Linked DNA regions of Mus musculus: region 1 is linked to region 2. A link is a contact called in public ChIA-PET data. All regions are on one chromosome and are shown on one strand. Each heading gives the region's core, a stretch centred on a gene start, on an enhancer-like site or on the middle of the called end of the contact. The rest is flanking DNA. Distances are from core to core; before and after follow the strand shown.

Region 1 (5,155 bases), core at 945-3,444, 120 kb before region 2:
TCCACAAGAAAACAAAATAGGCTAAGGGAGGAAGACTTGGAAAGACCAAAGTCATACCAAGAAAGAGATTCTCATAGCAGCAGCAAGCCCTTGACTTGACATGGCAAGGGCCTCAGGTACTAATGGTAACTAGGTGAACTGCAATCTGCCCTCACCCCCAGCCCTACGGTATCTCCCTTCTAGGCCTCTGACTTGGTTCTCTCTTGCTTCCAAGGTGTTGAAGATGTTTCCTCTCCAGGTTTTCAGTCTCTAGCCTGCATCCCAAGTGCAATGGACTGAGACAAGCATGAAGATTTGAGACACTGGGAAATGTAAGCACTCTTCTTTGGAGAACAAAGGAATTCTGAAAGAGCACGTCCCCAGAGACCACATACACAGGAGCTACCCCTACAAAGTGATGAACCCCAACACCTCTGATTTAATCCATATTCCCACAAATGTGCTTCTTACTGAAAGAAAAAAAAAAGCAGTCAGCCCCAGACATGACGAATGTCTCTGTCTCCTGGGTTGGAATCACTTTTACAAGAAATTATTCTTGGGCAAATTTCTCTGTTACATGAGCCTTTCCAAACCTCACCTAGGAAGCTGCAAGAAACTTGGAACGCAGTCAGAGGCGCGTGCCTATAAAGGAGATCTTTACCATAAAGAGATCGTATCCCTCTCTTCCTTGCCCTAGACACCACATAATCCTTTGTTTTCTCTTCCCCCAAGTAATCCACAGAGTATTCCAGTGGAACTTAAGTCACTCGATGTGCATCTTATAACAGATGCTTTCAATGCTAAGACGAGAGTCTGGGTAAAGTAGGACCCCTGACCATGCAGTCAGGAAACTGCCTCGCCTGCCAGACAGTGAGTGTGTTGGAAACAGGAATTATGTCTTTGAGTCTTTGTGGCAGTCATCACTGTTGAGAAAAGTAGCAGTGCTCATGAGTGAATGGACCATCCGTCTCTTTCAAATCCTGGTTCTACAATGGAACTAGCCATCTACATTTGGTCATGCTCCCTAATGATTTAGGGTTTTCAAACGTTTTCTTTTATAAAACACAAATGATAACTGTCTCATATAACTACAATAAATGCACCGCTGTACCTACAATACAGAGCTGCACCGTAGTAAATGACAAACAGTATCTTGGCTATACTCCCCGCAGCCATCCTTCACACAGACTAAATGATCAATACCCATTTGACTGGCTGGTCAATAGGTGGAGCTAATGTGAGTGCTTTCGGTTAATTTAAGTGGAAGCCTGAACAGGCCAGGTCAAGTGCCTCGTGCCTTTTAGCTGCTTTACAGAAGAGCATGAAGCAGGCAAAGAAAAATGAATGTTAACTCTAAACATACCTAGTTGAGTGTGAGAAGCAGACAAAATTATATCTCACTTCCATTATGACTTCTAATTTGGTACTCTAGTCTCATGAAGCAAAGGCCCAGGTCCTCCAGAGAATCACATAAGATGTCTACCTCTGGTGGCTGGTCATGACAAAGCTGATTATGGAAAACTATACTCAAAGTCGTATATCCTTTAGGGAGTCACAAGAGATATCCCTACAGCATCCGGTGCCCTCACAAATATACCTGCAGACAAATATGTGTGCAGTGCTGCTCAGGATGTCAACTGTCTATCAGTTGGCAGCTCCCAGGTTAATTTGCTACAAGGACAGAGTTATTGCCTTTCAGTCATCATGGCTCAGGTCTATGCTGTGGTCTATTTGTTCTAGTTCCTTCCACCAGTCTCTCTTCTCCTTTTCACGCCAATGATGTAATTTGCTCTCTGTTTTACCCATACACCACTAAAAATTCTTCCACAAAGAATAATATTTAAGATGTGAAATTGTACAGATTCCCATTTTGTAAAAGCTCCTTGGTGTTTCTTCTTTAGGTCCTCCATTTTGACACGAAAGATGGAGCTAAAAATAAAACAAGCCCTGATTGACAGCAGTTCCTGTTACAGCTGCTGTCCATATCAAAGTTCATTTAACCTTCACCACCACCCTATAGTCTCCATTCTACAGAGCTGGAAACTGAGGCAGGTTTGGCCAGTGTCACTGAGGCGGTGGTCTGCTTTATGCAATCGGAATTAAGTGAAACACGCTGACTTGAAACCTTACTACCCAAGTGGTGGCAATGGTTGTGAACATGATTAACAGCCTCAGCCTGCACATCTGAGCTGACAAGAGGGCCACACCCCTTTCCTGTGACCACTAACATCAACTCTACCAGGAGGGAGTACAGACTCTAAATGCAGAAGTGATAGAAACCAGGGGGTTACTTGTTGTTATAAGTCTATTTGGAGGAGAAAAAAATCCTTAAGGCAAAAAGACATATGCCTTGATGATTTCTCTGCCTGCAGGGTGGATGCAGCACTCTGTAGCCTCCCCTGTGGAGGGGAGATAGTTCCCTGCAGCACAGAGAATTGAGACAAGATCATGAGGTCACTATCAAGTGGAACCTATATCCTCAGCTCCGGGAATGTGAGACACTGTGTTCAGAGAAGCTGTACAGGCATGCTTGTCTACCTGCAGCCTAGAGAGTCCATGCTGGTAGAAGATGTCTTCACATGCCTCTTCATTCCAGGCCCTCCAGGACACCCGGGGCAATTTTAGGCTACACACATGAGTCTACAGAGGCTATAGAGATGAGACCCAAAAATCCCTGTGTTCGTTCCTGAAGTCCCACTATGTTTAGGTTTGGAGAACAGACTGTAACCACACAGAAATCTGCACTAAGGCTGTAAGGAAGTCATCACTTTCTCCAGCCTCCAATGACATCATGCACCTGGCTACACTGAAGAAGAGGAACCAGATACAAAATTCTCCATGCCAGCCCACCTCCACCTGTGCATATAAGTCTGGGTCTGTCCTGTCTCTGAGTGACAACCTATTGCTGCCTCCCTCTGAACCTCTGATAGTTGGTCTCTGTGCCTTTTGTGTTCAACTCTGTAGAATTCCCTGCCCTCACCTCTTGATGTCCTCCACCCCACACGTAATAATCATCTGAGCCATCGCATGCTTTATTACCTGCTTCTTACCCTGGAATCTGACCTCTCTATATAATTGCCCAAGTCAAGTCTGGCATCAGTCTTGCTTGAACCTCTGCCATGACCTGGACATGCTGTGAGCTGGTAGGTTTTAACCCAGATACTAGAAAAGGGTCATGAAGAAAAACTGGCATTGGATAGAGGAACCACAGTAGCCTCCTTCAGACAGAATGTCAAGAGGGCTATCTCTAAAACTGGGACATTTGAATCTAAACATGCATGATGGGAGACACAGTTCTTGCAAGAGGCCTGGAGTGGGGAACAGCTTGGTAACAAGGTAGCATCTACGGACACATTTTCATATTTAATCTGCAATACATATGCACATGCTCTCCCTCCAAGCCAGTGGGTCTCCACGTCTCTGCCTCAGGACTTTCTCAAGAGCTTGGGAGTCCAGTTTGTCTAAGCCAAAGTCATTTTCAAAGTGTAAAATAATGGGGGACTCTATTCCAGTTCAGGGGAGGAAGAGTGGAGGAGTGTCAAAGGTTTCTGTCCTATAGCAAGGCAATTGGGAGGCATTGTCAACCTGCCCTTGGGGGGGACAGAGTCAAGGCTACTCAGAACAGGAAACAATTGATTGTGCAACCCATGTCAACTGTTTTCCTTCCCTGTCTCACTCCACCTACTCCCTCACCCTGATCTTGGGACCATCTTTTGTGCCTTGGTCTCAGGCTCTGCCCTAAAGCCTAATGAGCTCAGAAGGAAGCGCACTGTGGTCGGAACATATGAGACTCAAGATCAAATCAGAGAGGCCATTAAGGGCTAAACAGTAAACAGCCCCTGGAAAAGCTTCAGACTGCAGACCGCAGCATTTGGGTGGTCGCCATGGAAGTCTTCCATGGACTCAGCAGACAGAACTTTAGGTGGAATGGTAGCAAGAGAGGAGGAGGAGGAAGAAGAAACAGAATTTGTTGGCAACACTGGGACTAGATGGAATTTAGACCTCAGATAAGCTGAATGATGTTCAGGGCAAAGAATTGGGACCAGCAGGGACAAGACACTGAGCTGAAGGCTACTCGTACAAATGGGGCCAGTAGGGAAGCCCCAAGATGTAGGTCTAACTCAATTGTTATGCAAGTGCCCAGAACTCGTTTCTAGTGCATTGGATTGCTATGAGAATAACCGCAGCTTTCCTGAGTGCTGCCTGCTTACAGTCAGCATACTAAGCAGTTTTCACAATGAGCCCATGCAGACCTCAAAACAGCCGTGTGTGTTATTCTCCCCATTCTATGGATGGAAAAGCTGAGGCCGGGAAGTGTTAGCATCAAGAGTTACTGGATTCCAAGTGTCATCCTCTGATCATCAGTGACCCAGCAGGATCTGAAGGTTGTGGCCCCAATTTAAGGTCAAGGATTGACTGAAATTATAAGCATGACGGTAATAGAGAGGGACTGTCTGATAGAGGCAGGAGCTGATTTTCGGTGTTAAGATACGACATGAATCTGACTGCCTTCACTGGTGAGGAGAGTCTCAGACCAGGTGACTGCTGATCAGCCACTTTACAGTTGTCCTTCTGTTCACAAGGAGTATTTCTCAGGTTTTTTTTTTTTCATCTGTCACCCATTTTCACAAGAGGAGGTTGAATACGCAGCTTCCAGTAATATAGAATAGAATCACACTGTCCTTCTGCTCGTGAGCGTACACCCATTTACAAAACATATTCTAGGGCCCGAATTTATGACCCTGAGTGGGAGCAGAGCAGTTTGTGGGATTCCCATTTCCCAGTGTTGCAAAATTGAGGACCAGGGATGTTGAGAGCCTGGGCCAAGTGGTAGAAAAAAATGGCCACTGGAAATACAGCCAGAAATACCCATTTCTGTGGTGTTCTGCTACCATCTTGATCCATCTTGACTCACCTTGGGCCCTTGTTCTTCCTGAAGGACTGAATTTGCAGAGGAAGGGAAGAAAGGAAGTCTGTCTCTCTGACCAACTGCCCAAAGTGGAGATAGAACCCAGCAGCAGTGCTGGGCTATGACATGAAGGAGCAGTGTCCGTAGTGTCAACGCACCATGTCACTGGCTGGGTAGAGCTGCTGATTTCTGTCTATTCTGTCTAGTAGAGTCCTTCCATATTCAGTCTGCTTTCTCTTATGGTCAAAAAATTTTCAGCATCAATTA
Region 2 (5,758 bases), core at 1,158-3,657:
TTTAAATTTTCAACATTCAAATTACGTCCTGATGTTGGCATCACCCAGCAACTTGGAGAAAAAGGAGCATCTCTTACAGATATGGAACAGGACATGGATTTTTGTTAAGGATCTTGTTAAAGAAATATCCCAAGGTACCACTCTATCTAGAGAACACTGGCTTCTCTAGTAAAGATGATGGCTTAGAGTCTACTCTATCCCCCATTCCTCCAGCTCTGTCTACCTTTGGAAGTAGCATATCCTTTCCCTTCCTGCATCTAGGCAAATGTGACAGCCTACACATTAGAGAACGCATCAGTATATAAACACAATGCTTTCATTCATTGGAAATTATCATCCATTTTTAAACTTTGCCCTTTTGCTCACTCTCTCCGTGGGACTCTTGGGAAAGAGCTGCGGGCTGGGATAAGAGTATGCCCATTGTGGTGAAAGCTTTGGACACCATCAAGATGCTCTGGTGAGGATTGTCCCTTCCCTGTAGTAAAGAAAGGAGAGAAAACATGTAGAGATTAACAATGGGAAGAGACAGTCACTACAGCATCAGCATGCTTGAGTGTTAAGTCCTCGTAAAAGAAATTGCTAACCTTCTGACCTCAGCAAGTCTCTTGGACTCTTTGTTCCTCTGCTTTAAAATGAGAAGAATCCTTTCCAACGCCACCAAGTCAGGATACGTACTAAGTTTGAAAAGTATGCAGCTGGGGGTATTTTATTGTGGACACTTTCTCTAAAAGACCTTGGCTTGTGGAGAGCAGAGAAGGAGATAACGAATCAATGCAGGTTTGAAAGAAATAAAGGTTCATTATGCACAAAGGTGTTTCCTTCTGCATCAGGAGAAAACAGCCATTGGCTCACTCAGCAAAGACCTCCATGAAGCAAACACTCAAAGGGTGAGTATATCTACAATCCCTACAAAATGGAGAACTCCTTAGGGTCAGGCTTCCACAGAGGCAGAACACCAAGGACCCTCTCCTTAAGTCTACGCTGAGGCAGCCCCAGACCCGCCGCTGCAGATAAGCCCCTTGTCCACATAGAAATGAAGCAGAAATTCATCTCTGAAGCAGCACGAACCAAGGTGTCTGGCACAAACAGAACTTGGAAATAGAATTGCACCATCAGTAGAATGAGGGAATGACCAGCTTGAGTTATTGACGAATGTATCTCGGGGCACACGAAGCTGAAGGTCAGTCCTCCTCCAAGAGAACCCAGCCTAAGTAATTCACTATTCCATTCTCATGGCTTAGACCACAGATGACATAACTGTGGTGACCTTCTGACTCTGCCCTTTTCTGACTCTCTGGTTTCCTTTTACTAGCTGTCCACATAGAGTCAGCAGAAGCTCTGGAGTAAACAGGAAAAAAAAAATGCCCATCCCATCCCAGGATAGACAGTTGCAGCTAAGAAACCAACAGCCAAATGCTGAAGGAAACTCTGTTCCTGCTGCTGATGCATGTTCACAAAGACACAGAGCTCAACTGTGATCTTTCCAGGTTCCTCTGATGTCATTCATGATGTATTGACTTAATCCATTCTATAGCACGTAAGCACGATTGCTGACGCTTATTGAATCCAGGCAGTACGCTAAACCTTCCAGACACTGTAGGCCATTTCATGCTCCCAATAATCACATGAGATTATTGGAGAAACAGAGGTTCAAAGAAATGCAAAAGCTTGTCCAAGAGTAAGCAGCTTCTTAGCTGAAGAACCAGTTGTAAACATTCACCATCTGGCTCCCGAGTCTCATCTATCGTCAGAGAGTGGTGAGCAGCCAGGAGGCCACTTGCCTTTGTGCAAGCGTCATCCATAAGGATTTTGCCCCACCTCTACCCTTTCAGCTTAGTTAACTTGACCTTTTTCACAAAATTCCATATCAGATCTTATTTCTCAGGAGCCACTATCAGGCTAAGTTAGACCATGAGACTTAATGGTCTCACCACCAGAGTCATTCACTCTCTGCACCCTATGTGTCTGACCTTGTTCTCTGAGAACAATATCCAAATGCAGAATGCATTCCCTCCCGTGTGTACAAAGTAAAACCATCCCTCCTTCTAGTTATTCTGGCCTGATCCTCCTCCCATTCACACTCTATTCTGGGCTACAGAAAAGGACTTGCTCATTTAAGCCTCTGCAGAACCTTGAGTCTTGATTCTGGTTTCTCCACAAATGGGGTACCTGTTCTCTTTGCCACTGACACTTGGGAGTGGAAAAGTATGAATTCAATAATACCATTCACCCTAAGTCAAACCCAGTATGGCCAGGAAATAGCTCACACCCCCATACAGAATCATACAGCTCTTTCTGTAATTCGGAGTCTTGGCACAACTTTTCTGGGTTCCAGACAGGGGAAGAAGTTTGGCCACCCCCATCCCAACGTGTGTACTCATTTCCTGCCCAGGACAAACCACTTCCCTTCATGAGCGCCTGTATCTTGGGTAAAACCCCACCCCCACCTCCAGGCTGTCATCTTGTGCTGTGAGCCCAACCTCACAATCATCCAGCACTCCGGTATTAGTACTTTTTCCAAATTGTATGTGATTCATCTGCATCTACCATCATTGTGATCCCAGGAAAGCTCTTGGCACACAGTGGGTGTCTGATGTATATTTCTTCAGTAAATGGAAGATGGAGCAAATGCCATCTAAGATGCCTGCGTAGCACTTTTGGGTTTACAAGACCATTATTTCAAATGACAGATGAGAGAACTAAGCAACACTGTCCATTGATAAAGACTGGGAGACCCTGGCATTGATTTTTATTGTACTCAGTACTACACTGTATTCGGGAGTCAGCAAGAGGCAGCCTCTGCCAAATGGCTGACCATAAAGTGTTGAAGGAGCACAACTTTATCCTTCATCATTCAGAATCCATGCCTGATTTGGGGCAGTTGTGGTGAGGGAAGTGGCTATCCCAGAATGCAAGAGCTCCCGCATGCCTGCAAAGCTGACAGTTGACCCTTTAAAGAAAGCATGCTGCAGCCCTGGCTGGTATTGCTGGTGCCTTGTATGTTCAGATATATGCGCAGTGCACACTCACACACATTAAAAATTTGCCCACAGAGAGAAGTGTATCCTATCACTACTCCCTGCAGCCCTCAAGACTGCCTGCTGTGATAAGGACTGTATCAGAGTTTTTCACAATTGTGTCTGTTAGTGTTGGGGGAAATTTTTAGACCTTCTATGGACTTGGTTATATTCACTCTAAAAATATGAAGGAATTGAAAGAGTAAGAGGCAAGGAAGGAGAGAGGGAAAGTGTGAGAGAGAGAAGCAAGGAAGGAAAGGAAGAGGGTGGGGAAAGAAAGGGAGAGAAAGAAGTGCTAGAATAGCACATTGGGTGGAGGGGGAAGAGCGAGGCAGAAGGAGAGTTTGAAGGCTCATTGAGCCACATGAACATACTTCATCTCATAAAGTTTTTTTTAAATAATAGATTTTAATAAAAGTCTCTCCAAAGAAGTTATAACGAAGGCAATGCTTTAAGAAAATTATTGCTTTTTTTTTCTTTCTTTCTTTTTTTTTTTTTTTTTTTTTTTTTTTTTTTTTTTTGGTCCATGGAGTCTTTATTTTGGTTTTCAGGTAGCTACTTACTCAAGGAAGCTGAAAACAGATAATGACTTGGAGGAAAATGAAACTAATTTTTCCAATTACACTAGTAAGGGGTATCTAATGAAGCCCACATGAATATGAAAAATCCTTTATAGCTATGTTTTAGATTGCACTACTGAGATCTCTAAATTACCTTAGACAAGAGGATGTGCTTAAACATGTACCAAAGCTCATCCCTGTGACTGGGAAACACGATAGATGATAGATAGATAGGTAGATAGATAGATAGATAGATAGATAGATAGATAGATAGATAGATAGATAGATAAGCAGTGAGGAAAAGATGCCAACAGTGCCTCTCTCTGAATCACATGATGATTTGAATACAAGCTGTTCTCAAAACAAAAACTTCCTGTATTGATTTTTTCTTTTCTCCTTTTACAAAAAGGGTAAACAAGAATGATGTTCTATTTCCAAAAATATGTGGAAAAGAAGGAAATTCTGAGACAGAAGTTTCCTGACAGTGTTGCTTCATGAATTCAGGTTGTGTCAATCTTCTGTGGTCTCTTAAATTGTTACAATTCAGAAAATTGTAAGAAACTGCTGGCAACACATGTAAATCTTACCCATAAGAACATAATTTCTGGACTAGAGAATAGAAACTGATTTTCACTCTGCGGTTATTGTACAGCCATTCAAATTTTTACGTCTGTTTTTAATGCCACCCAAACTGTTAGTATCTGTAGAGAACTGTTCTTGTGAATTGGTCTACATAAAGGACAGCAGTTGTCAATTCAACAATCTTGTGACAGTATACACACAAATTCACACACAGACATACGCACAGACACACACACACACACACACACACACACACACATTATAAATCTGAATATGGGAGAAAGGCAAATACTCCATCAGAACTTCAGAAGGGATCAGGGTAATGATAGCATCAGAAATACAGTATTTTTTAAAAAAACCTAAATTTCAATTCATTGTTTTTATTATGGTTGGTAAATTTGACAAACACAGTGGAAATGAAAGAAGAATCTGAGGCCCAGATGTGCTTTTATGAAGCTTGGAAACTAATTTCGAAAATAGGTCATGTGTGCACTAAGCATTCTGCTAAAAGTGTATGATGATGTATGTTAAAGCCCACAAATGCACTACCAGCTAACAACAATAGCTAATGTACAATGAGTTCATTGCCAGTCAGGCCCTTGGCTAAGAATTTTTACATCTAGAGAGCTCTTTTCATCTTATTTCTAGGAGGTTGCTACTGTTATTATCCCCAATTTCAAGAGAAGTAATCAAGGCCCTGAGAAGGGGTGGGGCTTAGGCCATGAAGCAACCCTGTTGATTCCCACCAGCTGTGGAAGAAAGAAGGGCCACCATAGCTGCATAGATATGTGGGATGAAGGGAGGAAGCCTGGAAGAGGATACTAGGAAGAACACAGAAGAGAAAATGGAACAGTGGAAGGGCCAGAAAATGAGGAAGGAGAATTCAATGATCCATGAAGATCATACTGTGAAAATACCTTGCTCAGACAGAATTATTTGTCAAGTTCTTTGTAACAAGCTTATCTTATTCAAAAACATTGAGAGGGAGACTAGTGAGAAAACTTAGTAGGTTAAAGACACTTCCCTGGTAACCTGAATTGGATCCCAAAACCCATGTAAACTTTACAGAGACAGCAGTTAAGTTGTCCTCTGACTTCTATATGCACACTGTGATGCACAAACTCTCTCTCTCTCTCTCTCTCTCTCTCTCTCTCTCTCTCTCTCTCTCTCTCCATTTCTAATAATAAGTAAGAATAATATGGAAAAAATAAGAATAACAAAATCTAAATAAAAGGTTTTAATTTTTAAATTCTGAAAAGTAATTCGAGAAAATTAGAAACCTCACTGCTCCCAGAGGCACTGGCTTAGAAAGGGTTAACACTCCTGGCATGAAACTCCATGACCAGAAACAACTTGGGGGAGGAAAGGGTTCATTTGGCTTCCACATCACTGTTCATCCCTGAAGGAGATCAGAACAGGAACTCAAACAGGGCAGGAACTCGGAGGCAGGAACTGATGCAAAACCCACAGAAGGATGCTGTTTACTAACTTGCTCCCCATGGCTGGCTCAGCCAGTTTCTTTATAGAACCTAGGACCACAAGCTCAGGGATAGTAGTACCTGTAATGGTCTGGGTCCTCCCTACTAATCACTCAGAAAA

The links. ChIA-PET counts read pairs in DNA pulled down with a chosen protein or histone mark.
Region 1: an RNA polymerase II ChIA-PET map of memory CD8 T cells shows a contact between it and region 2, with 5 times the contacts expected there. The contact joins two enhancer-like sites. A contact is called at or near these places in 7 of 484 Hi-C or Micro-C datasets (the C2C12 cell line, CD4 T cells, the STO cell line and 3 more) and 4 of 115 datasets of contacts at active chromatin or transcription factors (CD8 T cells, double positive thymocytes, memory CD8 T cells and 1 more).

Annotation. Positions count from the first base shown.
Region 1 is chr4:63,940,105-63,945,259 of GRCm38.p6, reverse strand. No RefSeq gene overlaps it. Among named protein-coding and RNA genes, the nearest start is that of 8030451A03Rik, 42 kb to the left of the region's middle. Within about 2 kb of position 2,194, at least 28 of the 459 cell types and tissues checked have an H3K27ac peak or open chromatin away from gene starts, as enhancers often do. A contact at or near this core is called in CD8 T cells, where this site is marked.
Region 2 is chr4:63,819,975-63,825,732 of GRCm38.p6, reverse strand. No RefSeq gene overlaps it. Among named protein-coding and RNA genes, the nearest start is that of Tnfsf8, 38 kb to the left of the region's middle. Within about 2 kb of position 2,407, at least 21 of the 459 cell types and tissues checked have an H3K27ac peak or open chromatin away from gene starts, as enhancers often do. A contact at or near this core is called in CD8 T cells, where this site is marked.